2 separate regions of the Canis lupus genome follow, and region 1 is linked to region 2. Evidence: chromatin contacts called from public Hi-C data. All regions are on one chromosome and are shown on one strand. The core of a region is the stretch at or near the end of the contact, and the rest is flanking DNA. Distances in the headings are between cores, read along the strand shown. Region 1 holds the start of KIF16B (kinesin-like protein KIF16B). Region 2 holds the start of SNRPB2 (small nuclear ribonucleoprotein polypeptide B2).

What was found. Hi-C and Micro-C count contacts between places; a contact is called where the count stands out from the background.
Region 1: a Hi-C map of blood shows a contact between it and region 2, with 2.8 times the contacts expected there. The contact joins the promoter of KIF16B here to the promoter of SNRPB2 in region 2. A contact is called at or near these places in 2 of 9 Hi-C or Micro-C datasets (amygdala and blood).

What each region holds. Positions count from the first base shown.
Region 1 is chr24:6,647,979-6,653,499 of UU_Cfam_GSD_1.0, reverse strand. It overlaps KIF16B (kinesin-like protein KIF16B), which reads right to left and starts at 3,886. Exons shown (of 30, transcript XR_005377522.1): 1 at 3,770-3,886.
Region 2 is chr24:6,501,084-6,507,116 of UU_Cfam_GSD_1.0, reverse strand. SNRPB2 (small nuclear ribonucleoprotein polypeptide B2) reads left to right here and starts at 1,345. Exons shown (of 7, transcript NM_001251968.1): 1 at 1,345-1,409; 2 at 3,285-3,374; 3 at 3,750-3,922. The coding sequence starts at 3,311.

The DNA.
Region 1 (5,521 bases), core at 2,637-5,136, 140 kb before region 2:
CCTGGGTGTTTGTTTGCAAGGCTTCCAGCTCAGGTCAGCATCTCACTCCCTGCCTCCTTCCTTTCAGAGCCCAGGTTCCACAGCCATCCTCACCTCCCAAAACTCCAGGCCTTTGCTTTCTATTGGTTGTTCCCTCTTTGCCTAAAGCTCCTCTAAAGATTAACAGAACAAAAATTTTACATCTGCAATCCCATGTTCATCCTTACGTATACATCTTGGTAGGCAGGAATACAATCCATAAAATAAATTCTTAGAAATGAAACTGCCCAATTGGTGGGTTTATAAATTTCTAATTCTTACAGCTGCTGTCAAATTTCCCAATAAGAAAGTTTCAGAAGTTCTGACCTTTTATGATTTCATCAGCATTCCTTCGCCAGCACTTGATCAGTCAACATCCATCAATCTCACTGATAAAAAAAATGGTTTCTTACTGCTATTATAATTTGCAGGTTTAGGTCAAGTACTTCTGGTTGGTCACTTGTATATCTCTTTCCATTTCACTGCCAACTTCTGGATTATTGTCTCTCTTTGAAACTACCCTTTGGAATGTTGGTAACGTGCCTCCAACACCAAGGACCTCATCTTACTTGAATTCTCAGTGCACCATCTTGGCACCATCTGACACCAACAACCATCTCCTCCTTCAAGAGACATTTCTCCTTTCCCTACCATGACAATTTGTTGTGCTGGTTCTCTATGAAGAGCAAGCCAATCTTCGCCCTAGAATCCTAAAGAAAAGGATAGCCCAGTATCCAATTCTTTTCACCATAACATTATCTTTTAGCTATATATACACATACGTATATATGTGTGCATGTGTCTATATATACATATATCTATATACATATATATATAGATCTGTGTTTTATACATATTTTCTCCTGAGAAATCTCCTTACTGTAACATTCTTAAACTGTCATCAATGCACAAAAGCTTTCCAAATGTCAGTCCTCAAATCACCTGAGACCTAAACCCATGTTTCTAACAGTCTACTGAACACCACCAAAGAGACAGTTGCATTCCTCACACTTCAGATAATCAACAGGGTCAACACGAGGGCGCACTCACTCTGTGACAACACTGTGCTTGTTCTGGACACTTACTGCATCTCATATGACCCTACATATCCAAGAAAGAATACATCTCACCTCACGATCCACCTCCCCAAAACCTCTTCCACCTCTTTAACCATCAAACCTCAGTTAACAATTCTAGGTTTTTCCCCTACTCCCTCCTTCCCATCCAAGGATATGCAAAATCCTCTCAATTCTGCCAGTAAACTGTATGGGTGTATCTATCTAGCCTTCCCATTCCCACCTTTGGTTCAGACTGCTACGTCCTTGTGTCTTGCCCTAATCCTGATGCCACCACCAGAGTTCTCTACTGAAAGCCCAAAAACCATCACTTCAATCTACCACCTCAAAGCACATGACTTTTGGATGTTTTCTGCAGTCTCTCCATATAACTGGGATCCAGGCCTACAGTGGCAAAGGGCTGCGCTTGCACCATCACTCCCAACCAGCCCTATGTTTTAGGAGAGTCTGGCCAATATGCAATCCCTTCCCGATTAGGTAGTAGGCTCTTAGAAGACACTCATTAAATAAACCTCATTCACCTTATCCCCCATGCAGCACACAGGACAATGCTGTGCATTTGGTAGGTGCTTTCTGAAATTACTCAATACAATCTTCTAGCACATGTTCATGTTATTCCAAAAAGAGGAAGGAACTTCTTTCTACGCATAAATTCAGAACAAAGAAAAATCTTTTTAAATCATCTAAATGACTCTGGAGTCTGTCTTGTATGCCTGAATATACATAAAAACATCTATATTCTCTTTGGACCTCCAAAAAATCAAACTCCTTCCCTAAAAAGCCTTACAAATAACTTAAAAATGGGGGACCTGGGTGGCTCAGTCTGTTAAGCATCTGCCTTCTACGCAGGTCATGATCCCCAGGTCCTGGGACTGAGCCCCACACTGGGCTCCCTGATCAGTGGGGAGCCTGCTTCTCCCTCTCCCCTCTACTCTCACTCTATCTCTCTCTCAAGTAAATATTAAAAAAAAAAAAAAAGTAACTTGAAAATGACAAAAGCACTGGTTTCCAGTAAATACCAACCAGAATAATAATACTAGCCAGAAAAAAAAAAAAAAAAAAAAAAAAACAGATTTAGGTGAGTCGAAGAAGATCATTCATTGATCAATCATTGATTTTTATGATCTTCTGATGCCCCAAACAGCTCTCAGAACTACCAAACAATGACTTCCACAAGTTTATATGAAAAAGTGGAAAGGCCACATGGTAGGTCAAACGTCCAACTGGACTGAGAAGCCAATAAAAACAAAAGGCCTTGTGTGAACTAGGCCTGCCAAGTCGGAAGGACACATCCCATTTGGTTCTACTTCATTCTTTAAAGTTAAACCAATTTAAAAAGTAAAGCATCTTGTAAAGCATCTTTCTAAACTGATTATAAAGAGATCATTGTGAAGGAAGCACAGATTATTTTTCAATGAATAAAGAGTAAATCATTCTGAAAAGCATTACTTTGTAGAAAACCCCGAGATTAGATTCTGTGCTAATGACCCTTCCCCTCTGTGAACGCCAGCAGGTTTCAGACACGTGTGCCTGAGTGTCCCTGATTTTTCTCCCCCCTAAAGTGAAAACTTAGCTAAAGTTTCCCATCCACTCTTGAACGTGAAGAATTGCTCAGTTACTGACTGGAAGTCAGGGTTCACACTCAGGGATTTGAAATCCTCTCTCACTAAGCAGCTGAAAGCACTGTGCCCTAGAGGACCAGGGGCGCTCGCCTGGCAGCGGTGCGGCCCCGTGACCTCCCGCAGAGTCCGCCCCGCCCCGCCGCCACCCACGCCCCCGCCCCAAGGATTTTCCGCCTCCCTGGGAGTGATCCCCGGATGCTTCTGAAAAGGGGCAACACGCAAACCTGCACAAGTTAATGGGACACAAATCTTCTCGTGACCTCGTGAACTCCGACCCCCCGAGTCCCCAGCAGGGCAGCGTGAGGGGACAGCAAGGCACGAAGTGCTGCTCCAGGCCCCCAGAGGCCACAGCCAGGGAGCAGCGGGCCAGGGGCCGTCCGTGACCCCAAGTCCAGGCTGGCCCTCGAGGGCGGGGAGCTGGAGACTAGGCTCCCCCGCGTGGGGACGCACCGGGGGCCGCCTGTGGCCTCCCCCAACTCACCTGCGATTCATGGGCCGGACCCTCACGGCCACCTTGACTGATGCCATTGCTCATCCCGGCCCGGCCCGGCCCGGCCCGCGCGGGCTCCCACCTGCCCCGCACCCCGCGGCCGCCGGCGACTCTCGCGACTCGGCCCTCGGCTCCCGCCCACTTCCCTCGCCCCGCCCCGCCCCGCCCCGCCCCGCCCCCGCCCGGCGGCTCCCAGCCGGACCTGGCGGCGCGCGGCGGCCCCACCTGCCGGGCCACTGAGCATGCCCAGAGCGGCTCCGGCCCGCGGGATCCGCGCGCCGGGGTTTGGCGGCGGCCGGGCGGCGCGGAGGGGCGGGGCCGGGAGGGCCGCGCAGCCCCGCGGGGAGCGCAGTCGGGGAGGCCCGCCTCGGGGCAGGGGCCCGGGGGGGGACTGCGGGGAAGCTGCGGCCCCGCGGGACCACCCGAAGGACGGGGGAGGAGGGCGGAGGGGAAGGGGCCGCAGCAACGCAGGGCCTACAGCCGACACCTCGGTCCCGGGGCTCGGCCCTCGGCGGGGACGGGGCCTTACCCGGCGGTGCGGGGGCCCGAGGCGCGGACATTACCAGTTTGCGGGAGGCTCCCCCAGGCCCCTGCTGCTCCGCGGCGACCAGCCGAGGCTCGCGTCTCCTCCCCTCGCTTCAGGCATCCGAGGAGTCAACGAAAGGCGGGGAGGGGCCCCTGGGGCTCGGGTCACGCCCTGGGCCCAGGTCCCCGTCGGGCTCCCTGCGCAGAGCCTGCCCCTCCCTCCGTGTCGCTGCCTCTCTCCTCTGTCTCCTGAATAAATGTTTTAAAAGCTTAAGAAACAAAAATCAAAAGGGTACCGAATACTTAAAAATGCGGGCCAGAGTGTCTACACTGGCCGAAATCAGATCTTCACTGGACTTTGTGACACTTGTGTTACAGTTTCGTAGTTTAGTTTTTTTGTTGTTTCCGTTTCAGTCATAACGTATTTGGGGGTGAGAGCGACCCTCTCTCTAACGCTTGGGCCTACGAAGGGAGGGCGGAACCAGCCTCTTTCCCCGAGTCTCCCCCCTCTCCCTCCCGGCCCTTTCCTGGAGAACGTGAATTCATTCGTGCCTTTGTTCACGCACCCAGGAGCCACCTGTGAGCCACAGCCTTCCCCGGGGCTCTACCTCCCTCCTGCTGCCCAATTCAGGGCCCCTCAGCTCCAGCCGCCCAGCCCAGCCCAGCCCAGCCCCGGGACCCCACCTTCCTGCCTGGAGGGGCGTCTGGGCCCGCTGGCCCCTCCCTCAGGATCCACCTGGCTGCAGCATCCAGCCAAGGCTCAGAAGGGATGCTTCTCAGGACCGCCCGCACTCCTCTCCCTCCCTTAGGGTATTTCAGGCTCCCAGGGCAGCGAGAGCCGAAGGGCACAGGGCTGGCCAAGAGCGCTCATCCAGAAGGCCGAGCTGTAACAGAGGCCACAGGGCGTGGAGGCTGGACTGCTGGCTTTGCGCCCCCGCTCCTACACGAACCCCAGCTTCGGGCGTCCTCCAGGCTGCATCGCTGGGTACCTCTGAGGCTTTGGCCCTACGGCAAATCAGAAACAATTCCAATTCCGTGGAGTTGGTCAATGCATTAAGTGAGATAATGTTGACAAGCGTGACCCACTCAGATATGAAATCATTATATCATCGCCTTCCCTAGATCCCCGCGGCTAGCCTGGAATCAGCTCCCCATTTGCTTGCAGGGCCCTGAAAAGCCCGAGTTTAACCCGCTTGGCGGGCACAGAGCTGGGTGCGGATTTGACCACGGCGAGCTGCAGGAAAACGCGGAGCGCGGGCCGCTGGACCGGGCCGCCCGAGCATGCGCGGTCGGGGCCGGCCGGTTAGAGGCGCCGCCGGGAGCCCGCGCGCGGCCCTGGCCACCCCAGACGGGGGCGGGTCCGCCTCATGTGGGAGCTGCTCGGGGACCAACAGGCCGGGCCTGCCTCCCCGGAGGCAGGATCCTCGCCCCCGTCTGGGATCGTCGCCCCTGCGGGGTCCCGGAGCTGGGCGCACGCCCTGCAGCGCCAGAGCTCGGTTTTTAAGGACAGCAAATCACACTGTGCAGGAGGAGTTGTAGCTTAACTCATTGAAGCGAGGTGATGTGCCTGGGGTTTTATTGGTTGATTGGTTGTGAGTTTTAATTCATTATTTCGTTCTCTGATTTATTTCCAGCAGCCCACAGGCCTGTAAACACACCGACCTTCTGTGACCTTGCCGGTTGACACAAAACCTAGGGGCAGAAAGTCTTCAAGAACCCAGAGAGGGACACTGCGGTGGGATTAGGGGAGTATTTTGCTTGTTTGGATGTAGTTTATTTGGGTCTTCATT
Region 2 (6,033 bases), core at 96-2,595:
AACCAGAATTTAGATATAACATAAAACATTTATTTTGTGTCCGACAGTGTGTTCACCACTTTACATCTAGCTAGCTCACTTAATCCTCACAACAGCTCCAAAAGGAGGTACTACTATGATCCTTAGTTTACAGATGAGGAGAGGAGGCTCCGAGAGAGTACTTAAGGAGAAGTAGGAAAATTAATAAAGAGAAACCTCACTAAAGTGGACTGGGGAGGTTAGAGAGGGGAGTACCACTCAATGTCAATGACAGGAGGAACTGCCAGTCACAAACTCCGATTACAGACCAAACTACAGAATCCCCGCTGGTGAAGGATCCTCACTTACACGGCCCGGCAGAAAAAAGATGCACACCGCATCTCCTCCAAGGAATTCATGAGCTCTGCCGGTCAGCCGATGAGCAACCCTCATCACCCCGAGATCTTGCTTTTTTCCAGTGGATTGTCCTTCAGAACGACCCCTTCCAATTTCCTCCTTCTGCTCCAGAAAGATAACTTTCCCTGGCTGTGTTTGTGGGGTTCACCAATGGTCTGACTGTACCTTGCTTGTCTTGAAGGTTACAATTCCCTGCCATTCCCCACTAAATCCACTTCTCTGCTAGTGAAATAAATTTCGTTTTCAAAAAAAGTCTATCAGAAGACTCGGGCTTAGATTCCCCTTGGCTTAGAACAGCCGTCCCATACCGCAGATGCTACTTCACACGCATTTGGGGAGTAGAGGAATGACTGCACGTACTTCTCGGATTCCCATTTAGTGAAGCATCAACAACTCGTATCATCCTGGAACACTCTGGGCATTTTGCGGGGCGCGAAGATGGGGAGGCTGGTAAGGAGCTTTTCCCTCCACCCAGCGAGTGCAGCAGGGGGCTCGGGCGCTCTGTGCTCGGGAGGTGGTTCCCGCGGCGGGTGGGCGGGTGAGCGCGGGGGAGGCCGCACCGGAGCCGGCCCGGGGTCAGCTCAGCCCCCGAACGCCGAGGACCCCGCCGCTCGCAAAGGGAAGTCAGCCCCGCGGCCCCCGAGCCCTGAGGAGGGCGAAGCCCACGAACTTCCCGCGCGGCTGGCAGGAGGAGCCGCCTGCAAAACCATACCGGGTCTTTCCTTCGTGCAGGGTACGGGGGCACGACGTCGCGGCTCGCTAAGGAGTCACCGCCCCTCCCCCCCCCCCCCCCCCCCCCCCCGCGGCAGGACCCCGGGCGCCCGCGTAAGCTTCTTCCCAGTCCCCAGCCACCCCTCCCGCCCGCGCATGCGCAGGGAGATTCCCAGCTGCCGCCCCTGGAGCGGGAGCGCATCGATCGACTCTGAGCTCGACTGCTCGGCTTGCCGGCGCTCGATTGAGGCGCGTGGAGCGTAACTTCCGGTAGTGGCTCCGTTTCCGGCCTTCGGTTCGCCCGGGACCGGCGCAGGCCTCCGGTGAGTCGGGACGCGTTCTCCGGTTCTCTGTTTCCGCTCCCCTGGTGGCCGGCCGCCCCTCGGCCTGACGCCCGCTCGTGGGATCAGGGAGTGGACGCGGCCGGTGGCGGGGCTGCAGGCGTCCCCTCCTGGGTTCGCGGAGGGTTGGCGAGACGGTGGGGGGAGTCGGAAACCGACGCGCGGGTCCTGTGAGGCCCTGGGATTCAGAAGTCTTGTCTCCGGCGGGGCGGGGCGGGGCGGGGCGGGGTAGCTGGCCGCGTGGCCGCGTCCTGGGGCTTCGGCCGGCCGTGCCTGTGGCTGGAGAGGCAGGAGGCCCCTTGGCTCCAGGTGCCCTTCACCCAGTGCACACCGCCGTTGAACCTCGCGCGAGGTCTTTCAGAGCCTCCCCGTTGGGAACCCGGCCTTCGGTTTGACATTGCGCTTGTTTCCGTGACCCCAGCCTTTCCAGGTTTCAGGTAAGAGGGTCGCAAGCCTGAGAAGCGTTACCTTTCCCTTGTTCCCGAACAAATGCAGTGCCGACCTGTAGGCTTCTTCCCTATGGGTTTCCTTTTTTTAAAAAAAAAAAAAATTTTATTTCTGTATTCATGAGAGACACAGAGAGAGAGGGAGGAGGAGGCTTCATGCCGGGAGCCGACGTGGGACTCATCTCAGGTCTCTAGGGTCACGCCCTGGGCGGAAGGCAGCCGCTAACTAAACCTCTGAGCCAGCCGCGCCGCCCCCCTGTAGGTTTTCTATACTCTTCACAGACGGTGGGTTTAAAATGGTGAAATGAAGGAATATGTGGGGCACCCAAGCAAATAAAGCAGAGTCACGGTTTGCAACTAAAAACAAGGTGAAAAATGAAACAGCAAAGTGTGTGTGTGCAAGAAAAGTGCAAACGACGAAGAGACGAGGGCGGAATGCCCAGCCCTGCTGTTTACTAGCTGAGGCCCTCCACTAGCCGTTGATGCCGCTACTCCAAGTGCTCACTGCCCATGTGAGAGCTTTGCTGCGACGCCTGTCATTTTGTCTCCGAGTTCTAGTAGGTAAATGCTGTGAAACCAGCCCCATTTTACAGCTTTGGGCCTGAGAGTTTAAGGAACTTGCCCGCTGTCAAGCTGCTAGGAATAAACATAGATAGCATTTGAATTCAGATGAGGTCGGTACTAGAATCGGAGCTCTAACCGGCATGCAGTACCGCTCTATCTGAGCCCCATGATTTCAAGTGGGTTAGAGTTGACCTTAGAGTCAGGACAGCTGGTGATGGTGTCTGTAAATCTAGTAGGGGTGAAAACACTTTCTAAGTGCGGACCCGTTAAGTATTGCTTGGTAAACTTCGTTAATAGTCTGTCTTAGTGATTTTTACTGGGCGCAGATTTGCTAGTTTGTTTCTCATTTTTCTTAAAATCCAAAGACGGCATTTTAAAATAATTTCATTAAATGGGGCACCTGGGTGGCCCAGTGGGTTAAGCATTGGACTCTGGGATCTCAGCTCAGATCTTGATCTCAGGGTGGTGAGTTCAAGCCCCAAGGTGGGTTCCGCCTACCTAAAAAAATAAGTGAATTAAATAATTTCATTAAAAACGTTATTTTGTTAGGCAGGTGAAGAAACTATTGCTTGTTGCAAGTGAAAAATAAATATGAAAATAAATGTATTGGATGAAATAATGTTATTAAAATCTGCCTAGGTACTTGGGCTCCACCCATGTTTTGAACCTGAGAACTGTTTTGTTTAAGAAGGAGGAGTAGCAAGTGCTGGAGAGGTTTTAAAGACTACTGACAAACTGGAATTTTCTGACATTTGGGATTGAAAGGAAATTGTGTAGATCCCTGTGTTGTATCCTTACATAGTGTGTGTGAATGCTCTGCTTATAACAGTATTTACTGTCTTTTTAGGCAATTTGAACAGTTTAACTGCAAACATGGATATCAGACCAAATCATACAATTTACATTAACAATATGAATGACAAAATTAAAAAAGAAGGTAAGTGCTTTTAAAAAAACATTTGTTTACAACCAAAGTGCATTTAATTACTAGCATCTTAAAAATTGTGCTGCTTGAAAACTTCTGATGTAGTAATCTTTGTCAGTACCTGAAATAATATCTTCTTCCTTTTTTGTGAGGATTTTAAGGCTTTTTAAAAACAAAAATAGGGACTGAAAATCTGGTGAATATGTTTTCACTCATAGATAAAATGGTTTGAAACAACTTAAAATTAGATAGTATAATGTGATTTTATTAAAATATGTAACTTTGTATAAATAAGTATGGTGGGGGGCCCTTGGTGCAGTGTCATTGTATAAAGAGATCTGTCGTTTCTTTCACAAATAAATTGTTTTCCCCTCTATTTTTGCTCAGAATTGAAGAGATCCCTATACGCCCTGTTTTCTCAGTTTGGCCATGTGGTAGATATTGTAGCTTTAAAGACCATGAAGATGAGGGGGCAAGCCTTTGTTATTTTTAAGGAACTGGGCTCATCCACAAATGCCTTGAGACAGTTACAAGGATTTCCATTTTATGGCAAACCAATGGTAAGATGATATTATTTTGGTTTGATCACTATTAATAATATGTTAAGTTTGTAGATACACACTTGAAACTTTGGCCATTTCTTTTTGCTTTTAATTAAGTGTTAAAGCAAGTTTAGGTTTATTTTTTTATTTACACATTTGGGTTTATAGAAAAGTTGTAGAGTTTATAATTCACTAGTTTATGTTAGTTCAGATAGGCAATAGCAAAATATATTGAAGTATACGATGTTTAAAAAATAGTGGCAGTATAGGCAATATTCTCATCTCAGGAACTAGAAGTTAACTCAGAAGATTGAAAAGAAATCTTTGTAAACTTGTAAAACAATACAAAACACAGAAATTATGGGTCAAAGAGGAAATCAGTTTGAAGTTTCAGAAAATCGCATAGTGAAATACCACATATCAGAAGCCGTGTGGCCTAGAAAAAGCAGTGATCTAAGAAAAATTCATAGTTTTAAATTCATAGGTTTTATTGACGAATAAACAATGAGCAGCATTGAAATAGTTATGCATAGAAAATTTTAATCTCAGGAATGACATAGTGAGATTCACATTTAGCTGCTGGGTGAAGACTGGATTATGGAAAGGCTGGGGCACTTGGGAACTCAGGAAGCCATTGGTGTAGGCAGAGATGGTAGAAGATTGGATTAGGGTGGAAACCGTGTAGAGCAAGGGGTTCTACATCTGTGAGTACGGGGTACCTTGGTTATGGATTCCTAGTGCTTTTTCCTGAGACTTGGGATGAGAAGAAACCTTGAAGAGCGAGCCACGGGCGCAGTTTCCCAGGCTGTGCATCCTCATTCTGATTCTGCCATTAACTGGCTGTTTGCCTGTGTTCATCTTTCACTACCTATAAAATGTAAGCAAATTGGCTGTCCTTGAGCTAATTCAGAGGTCAGCAAAAACTATATAGGACTGGGTAGTAAATATTTGAGGCTTTGTGGTCCACGTACAGTTTCTGTCGCATATTCTTGTGTCTGTGCATGTTGTTAACAACTCTTTAAAAGTGTTTAAAAAAAGAAAAAAAAGTCCTTGATTTATAGACCATACAAAAACAAGCCGTGGGCTGGCTGGAGTGTAGTGGCGATAACTGATCTAAACCCTTTTTTTTTTAGAAATGAAGAATTAGGCTCAGCAAGGTTAATTGCCAGACGAGATTATAATAATATAACCTATGGCAGTACAAGGCCTTGAAAGCTAACCTGACACCCAGTATTATGGTTTTCCCCCACCTTGAAACTAGGAGTTGGCAATCTGTCCTAAAGGGCCAAATGGTATTTTAGGCTTTGTGAGCCAAATGATCTCTCCTGCAGCTGTTTAACTCTGCCTTTATGACAGCAAAAGCAGCCATAGGTGTGTGTAAATGAATCATTGTGGCTGTTTTAGCAAGATCAAATTAGCAAGACCTAATTTACAAAAACAGGCAGTGTTGCTGTGGTCAGTGGTTGGAGGACCTTTATATATAGCACATTGTTTAGTTCGGGAGTGGGCACTTTTTCTCTGTTACTGGAGCAAGTTTTCTTTTCCTTTTCTATCCAATTCCCTTTTTCCCATCACTTCCCATCTGATGGGTACCAGCTGTGCGGAAGGCCTACATGCACTCTTTTTAATAAGTTGGAGTTTTCTGAAACCAGTTTGTCTGTCTTAGTAAGTACGAAGAAAAGGCATAATGGAGATTGCAGTTGGCAGGAACATAAGACTGGGTTTTAGTTTAAATTTAAAATTACGTTAATACGGAGGAACGATTTCCTGTAGAGGATTTTAGGGTTGTTTTGTTGAGTTGAAATGACAAGTTTGAATGTGCCTGTTTCTCAGATAAAGGAAAGCTAGAGATTGTTTGCTGTGTTTGCTGCTGGCTTCACTTTGCCAACTAATTATTTTAAATCAATGGAAAAAGTCCAATAGACTGATAATGCATTGAAAGTATTTTTGAGTTCCATTTTCTGCCTTCAGGAAGATAGCAGATACTGCCAAATTTCCAGCATCCTGGAAGAGGAGGAAGAATATTCTCTGAGCTGTCTTGTTTTGTGTTTATTTAGGTGGTTAGTTGCTCTTATGTTTTAACTCCCAACATACCAGATCAGAAACAAGCAAAATTTTCTATAACTTGG